Linked DNA regions of Mus musculus: region 2 is linked to region 1. The links are chromatin contacts, called in public HiChIP or PLAC-seq maps. All regions are on one chromosome and are shown on one strand. The core of a region is the stretch at or near the end of the contact, and the rest is flanking DNA. Distances in the headings are between cores, read along the strand shown. Region 1 holds the start of Abcd4 (ATP-binding cassette, sub-family D (ALD), member 4). Region 2 overlaps Ltbp2 (latent transforming growth factor beta binding protein 2).

The links. HiChIP or PLAC-seq counts read pairs in DNA pulled down with a chosen protein or histone mark.
Region 2: a contact with region 1 is called in an H3K4me3 HiChIP or PLAC-seq map of bone marrow-derived macrophages, with 2.8 times the contacts expected there. The contact joins the enhancer-like site here to the promoter of Abcd4 in region 1. A contact is called at or near these places in 3 of 39 promoter capture datasets (hippocampal neurons, liver and stem cell-derived epiblast-like cells), 2 of 115 datasets of contacts at active chromatin or transcription factors (bone marrow-derived macrophages and pro-B cells) and 2 of 9 other capture datasets (embryonic stem cells and liver).

Annotation. Positions count from the first base shown.
Region 1 is chr12:84,615,611-84,618,983 of GRCm38.p6, reverse strand. Abcd4 (ATP-binding cassette, sub-family D (ALD), member 4) reads left to right here and starts at 1,518. Exons shown (of 19, transcript NM_008992.2): 1 at 1,518-1,701. The coding sequence starts at 1,664.
Region 2 is chr12:84,853,828-84,857,200 of GRCm38.p6, reverse strand. Ltbp2 (latent transforming growth factor beta binding protein 2) reads left to right here. Exons shown (of 36, transcript NM_001370743.1): 3 at 3,262-3,373. Among named protein-coding and RNA genes, the nearest start is that of D030025P21Rik, 20 kb to the left of the region's middle. Within about 2 kb of position 1,785, at least 70 of the 459 cell types and tissues checked have an H3K27ac peak or open chromatin away from gene starts, as enhancers often do. A contact at or near this core is called in bone marrow-derived macrophages, where this site is marked.

The DNA of each region.
Region 1 (3,373 bases), core at 269-2,768:
CTCATTGGGCACTTTAGTCAGTCTATAAGCATTTCATACATTTCTCGTTTAAGGATCGCAGCACTTGGAGGCAGAGGCAGGTGGATCTCTGAGATCCTGGCTAGCCTGGTGTAGAGAGCGAGTTTCAGGACAGCCAGGGCTACACAGTGGAACACTGTTTCGGGAAGAAAAAACAAAAACAAAAACAGAATAAACCAAAAGAACCAAAACAGCTGCAATCTAAACCAAACCAAACCAGAAACCCACTATAAATCAGTAGTGTTGAAAACTGCAAATGTAAAGTGAGGATCCTCTACCCTTTTTTTTTTTTTTTCCCCTTGAGGCAGGTCTCCTGTTGTCCAGGCTAATCATGAACTCAGCGCTTTCTATGTATCTGAGGCATATCTGGAACTCTTGATCCTCCTGCTCTACTGCCTCAGGTCCAGAATTACAGGGTTGAGCTGCCATATATGTCTGGAAAACTGATTTATATGTTTATTTCTGTAGTGCTGGGGCCTTATGTATGACACGCAAGTCGTTTACCACTAAGTCACATCTACCCGACTTAAATGATCATGCTGGGGCTGGTGAGATGGCTCAGTGGGTAAGAGTACCCGACTGCTTTTCCAAAGGTCCAGAGTTCAAATCCCAGCAACCACATGGTGGCTCACAACCATCCGTAACTAGATCTGACGCCCTCTTCTGGTGTGTCTGAAGACAGCTACAGTGTACTTACATATAATAAATACATCTTTAAAAAAAAAAAAAGTCACGCTGGCCAGGCATGATGGCGCATGCCTTTAATCCCAGCACTTGGGAGACAGAGGCAGGCGGATTTCTGAGTTCGAGGCCAGCCTGGTCTACAAAGTGAGTTCCAGGACAGCCAAGGCTACACAGAGAAACCCCGTTTCGAAAAACAAACAAAAAACAAACAAACAAAATCACGCTGGGGAGAGATGGGACGTCCTGGAGAGATGGCTCTGTGGTTACAAGCACTGGCTGCTCTTTCAGAAGCCCTGGGTCTGTAACTAGAGTTCCAGGGACTCCAATGCCCTCTTCTGGACTCTGCAGGCACCAGGCACTCACGTGGTACTCATACATGCAGGCAAAACATTCCTATACATAAAATACATTTTCAAGAAAATCTTGTAAATCGTGCTGGGACCAGGGAGCCAGCTCACCCGATGAAGGCTTTTCTCGCCAATCCTGACAACCTGAGTTGGCTCCTCGGGAGCCCTCATGATGGAAGGAGAAAATTGACTCCTCAAAGTTGTTCTCTGACACTTACGCCCTGGTTCACAGTTCGCGTGAACACACACATAGCTCACTAAATAAATATGTATTTTTTAAATTAATTAATTTTTTAAAAAACAGATCACGCTGTCTTCTCTGGGAGAAAGTTACACTCGGAACTACCAGTTGGCAAAAGAAACCTCCCAGCCCCACAGGGGACGCTCTGGCCACCCGGCCAGCTCTATAACCTCTTGCTACTCTCTTGTTCTTCAGGAAAGGCTGCGCTTCCGGGAACGGCCACAGCGCCGGAGCCGTCTTCTCTATCTAGCGCGTCTCTGTGGTCGCCAGAGTCCCACCCCTTTCCTCCTAGGGCGGGGCCCCGAGCTCTGAGGACTCTGCCCGGGGAGGACACCGGGCTTGCTCGGTCGCCTCGTCGCTTGCATCCCGGGTCATGGCGGTCCCGGGACCCACGGCCCGAGCTGGTGCCAGGTGAGCAGGGCTAGTGAGGACGGCCGGGTTGTCAGGGACGCACTGCCTGGGCAGTGGGGAAGGGGCTGCTCCCCTGCGGGTCCTTCCTTGCAACTTTCCTTCAGTTTGGGCTATTTGGAACCCTGGCTGCACAGAATGGAGTTGACGCTGCCTCACTCTAGGTACTGCGGACCCCCCTCTTTTGGCATCTTCCTCCCTTAGTTTTCGTTCTCAATTCCGATCTGCTCTTGGCACACCCTCCTTTGCATTAATTTTTTTCAGACCCTCTTACTTAAATTATCCTGTTACCTTAAAATATATGTTGACTTTGGATTCATGAATCATGTTGTGATTTTTTAAAAGAGAGAAGTTTTTAAACTGAGCATTGGGTTTTTTAGGTCATCCATGCTATATGACTTTTCACTCCTGAATGGTGCTCAGCGTCACCCTGGATAGATTCTATTTCCCTAGTAAAGGATGCCTGGATTACTTCCAGTATTTCAAGCACCACAAAGTACACCGTAATGAATATCCTGGCAATTGTCTCTTGATAGATAGATACTGATGGTTTCTCTTTAAGTTATCCACCTCAGGATAGAATGCTGAGCCATACTTAATTCTATAATGTTTTGGGGTGGTCGCGTCCAATTTATAGTTCCTGACAGCAATATATAAAGGTTCTAGTGTCCCTTATAACCATCCCCATATTTGGTATTGTTTAGTTTATTTTTCCTAATATGTATCTAAATGATGTATGTAAGATGGTATTTTTTAAAGGTTTATTTATTTATAATATGTAAGTACACTGTAGCTGTCTTCAGACACCTCAGAAAAGGGCAGATATCATTACCGAATGGTTATGAGCCACCATGTGGTTGCTGGGATTTGAACTCAGGACCTTCAGAAGAACAGTCAGTGCTCTTAACTGCTGAGTCATCCCTCCAGCCCTGTAAGATGGTATCCTATTGTAATAACTTTATTTTTATTTTATTGGGGGGGGGCGCATGCACATGCACGTGTGATATGTGTGCCATGACACAGGAATGGAGATCAGGGAACAGGTTTTGGAGTTGGTTTTTTCCGCAGTGGGATCTGGGGCTGGAATTCAGATCTTGGCGACAAACACTTGGACCTTTTGCTGGCTGAGCCATCTTGTCAACTACACTGTGCTAACTTAGTACATTTATTAGGCTCGTGGATTGTCCCTTTCATAGACTGCCTGCTTATATCCTCTCCTCACTTTCCTATGAAATATCCTGATGTGCTGGGTACATCACGTGTTGGCGCACGCCTTTAAGTCCAACACATGGGAGGCAGATGGCAGTCAGATCTCTGTGAGTCTGAGGCCAGCCTGGTCTACAGAGCAAGTTCCAGGACAGTCAAGGCTACACAGAGACACTGTGTCTTAAAAGACCAAGAAAGAAAGAAACACCTTGACATGCGGAGATTCCTTGCATGTTCCAGCTTGTAACTCCTTATCAATTTCATTCTGCAAATACCTTCTCTCATCTCACCAAAGTCTGTGGTACTGTGTTAAATAAAATACGTAAGTCTAAATCAAGCCCACCAGTTTTACCCTGTATAGTTTGTAGGTTTGGGGTCTTATTTGAGAAATGTCTTCCTACTTTATTCATCATTATTAAGGTATCTTCACTAATTTATTTATTTATTTATTTTTTTACATTTGCTTCTG
Region 2 (3,373 bases), core at 536-3,035, 240 kb before region 1:
GATCCTGTTGTCTTATCCAAGACTGGACTCAGAGATGGTAGGAAAGAGGCGCACAAGTCATGCCGGGAGTTGGTGAGGAAGCATAAGGATGGGCTATTTGGGCAAAGATTTGAGTGCTGGCTCCATTATCTAGCTAGGTGACCTTAGGCGGGTCTCTTAATCTCCCTGACTTTCAGAGGCGATGTGGGGGAGATAGGAATGATAAGCATGTAGAGAGGATTAAATGAGATTGTGAATATATCGGCACCCACTGGAGAGTGGCTGAAGAAAGATAATGTGACTGTGCTTTGTATGCTAGGAGCTCAACTGATCGCACTCCTAAGGGCCGACTGTACAAATGGGGACAGAGAGGCACAACACGAAAACCCATCCACTGGACGAGTGGTCTGTTCAAAGAGGAGGCAGCAGTCACTGAATGATGGGTCACCAGGGCAGGAAAGGTGACTCTGAGGGACGAGTGGCACTCAGGCAAGCGGCCAGGTTAGGAAGCCAGAAAGCAGGTTCAGCCAGAGTGGACTGACTTAGAGTGTTGTTAGCGAGGTCAGAGCTGGGAGGTCTCTAGTTGTTAATGTGTGCTTGTCTTTTAAGGACACTGAGGGGTCCCAAGAAGGAAAAACATGTGCTGGAGCTTTGGAGAGTGTGTTAGCCAGAGTTCGTTAGAGGAGCAGTTATTAACCTGTGGGTTGAGACTCCTTTGGGGGGGGGGGGTTGCATATTAGCTATCCTGCATATCAGATATTTACATTATGATACATAACAGTAGCAAATTACAGTTATGAGGTAGTAACAAAGTAATTTTATTGTCGGGGGTCACCACACATGAGGAACTATATTAAAGGTTTGCAGATTTGGAAGGTTGAGGATGCTGCTCTAGAGGAACACAATGAGTGTGTATTGAAAGGATTTATTAAATTAGCTCTCAGGATACTGTCTGGGTAGTCCAACAATAGCTGTCTTCACACTGGAGAGAATGACAGCCCAGAAGCTGCTCAATCTGTGAGACAGGGTGCCTCAGTGGTCCCCATCTGGCACTGAAGGTCTAGAGGATTCCTGGGGAAGCGCTGGTCTTCAGTCCACACTGGGTTTTGATGTCAGTGGAAGCAGCCGCAGAGTTCAGGGGCTCATGGCACAAACTGCATAGAAGACCCCTGCCAGCATGACAGGACAACAGGAAGGCGAGCAGGCAAAACCCAAAACACACACACACACACACACACACACACACACACACACACACACACACACAGAGAGAGAGGCCCCATCTCCTCATATCCGGCTGCCACCGGAAGATCATCTCACGTGGAGGGTCTTCCTGGTTCAAAGAACTCAGCCAAGAAAATGCCTTAAGAACGAGCCCAGGAGCGTATCTCCCTCTAACTCTGCGAGGGGACTTACCTAGCTGGCAGTCGAGCTGACAACCAAGATTAAGCATTGCAGAGTTCCATCTAAAATGGCCGGTGGTTAGAATGTGGAATTTTTCTCCGAAAATTTCCCACAAACCCGACCCCGCAGGCATGTAGGGGTTTCTGATGGTTTCAAAATCACTTAGAACAACTGGGGCTCTCTGTTTCCTCTGTGACCTTGAATGGCCTTGGTTACTCTCTCTCTTCACCCGCATGAGCCGGTGGCCTCCCTGGACTCATTCATCTTCTAGCCTCCAGGAGGCTGTGCTTGCCTCTGGAAGGCCACTCACAGCTTCCTAGTCCACTCCTCAGCAGGCTTCATAGCTTCTAGCCTCCAGGAGGCTGTGCTTGCCTCTGGAAGGCCACTCACAGCTTCCTAGTCCACTCCCTCTGGACTGCTCCTCCCTCTTCAGTGAAGTGTTGGACTACTTCATCTGAATGGCCTGGCGCCCCATGTCTTCCTTCTGTCTTGTGGCCTGTTGTTTCTTGCTTCCTGTTAGTCTCCCTCATGTGTGCAAACTGCTTATGAAAGAGAGATGACTTCAGTCTTTTGTGGTGGAGCCCTCGGAAGGGCTCAACAACTACTTACTAAGGGAATTAGAGGCAGGTGGGTGGGGTCTTGCTTTAGACTACCCAGAATGACCTAGGCCATGGTCAACCCTGTTCTCCACAGAGGTCCAGGAAGGAAGAGGCCTGGCCTTACATCCCAGTGTGGGCCTCTGTGGGGATTTAGGTGGCTGCAGATTACTGCCATGTCTCTGGATTTGGTTGGATAGTAAAGTCCAGAGAAGACAAAAGCCATGCATGGGAGGACTGGTGGCCGCTCGTGGTGGAGGCTCACGACAGTGGTGGCTGCTCATGGTGGTGGCTTCCACCACAGCAGTGGTTCTCAGCCTTCCTAATGCTGTGGCTTTTAGATACAGTTCCTCCTGTTGTGCTGACCACAACCATAAACTATCTTGTTGCTACTTCATAAATGCAATTTTGATACTGCTATGAATCATAATGAAGACATTTATATTTTCCAATGGTCTTAGTGACCTCTGTGAAAGGATTGCTTAACTCCCAAAGGGGTCGAGGCCTGTAGGCTGAGAGAACCCACTTAGAGGAAGCCAGTTTCTGCTTCCACTCTGTTTCCAAGACAGATTAGGACCTGCTGAGCAGAGTCATCCCATTACCCACACCAGAATTCTATCTTGCTGAGCCAGGGATGAGAAGCAGGGGCTATCAGAGGATACAGACAGAAGTGGGTGTGTTATCTTGAGAGGCTCTTATATTTTCCCAGTCTCCTCAGCCCACCCTTGGTATTCACCAGAAAATAGGCCTAGGCTGTATAGCTCATAAGTGACACAAACTACTGGCTCTTAGGGTAATGTTGAACCTCTCCCATAAAGATTTCATTCATTCATTCATTCATTCATTCATTCACTCAGTGTTTATTGATAATCTACTCAGTAACAATTTTTATTTTGAAGCTCTGAAACTACCAGAGGATACAAAATAAAATGTCTGTAATTGGCGTTTCTATAACCAATAGGAGTGGACATATAAGCCTAAGTGGGATACCAGGTAGTTCTTTCCTTTCTGGTGTGTCCTTCTGATGGTGTGGTAAGAGCCCACGCCACAACTCTTGTTCAAAACTCAAAGACATACTCATCCTGGAGACCTGTGGGTAACAGGGAGAGAAAAGGTCATAGAAGCCTCAGGAGGCTGAGGGTAGGTGGTGGGCCTCCCATGTCCATGAGAGGCTGGGCAAGGTCCTCTCCCTAGGGTAGACGCCTCTAGTGTGTAGTCGGTGGGTGCTCATGGCCTCATAGGACTTGGCCCTGCGGTCATTGCTCTCTCCCTGTTTCCACAGCTGTGTGTCAGCCTCCCTGTCAGAACCGAGGCTCCTGCAGCAGGCCCCAGGTCTGTATCTGCCGTTCTGGCTTCCGTGGGGCGCGCTGTGAGGAGGTCATCCCTGAGGAGGA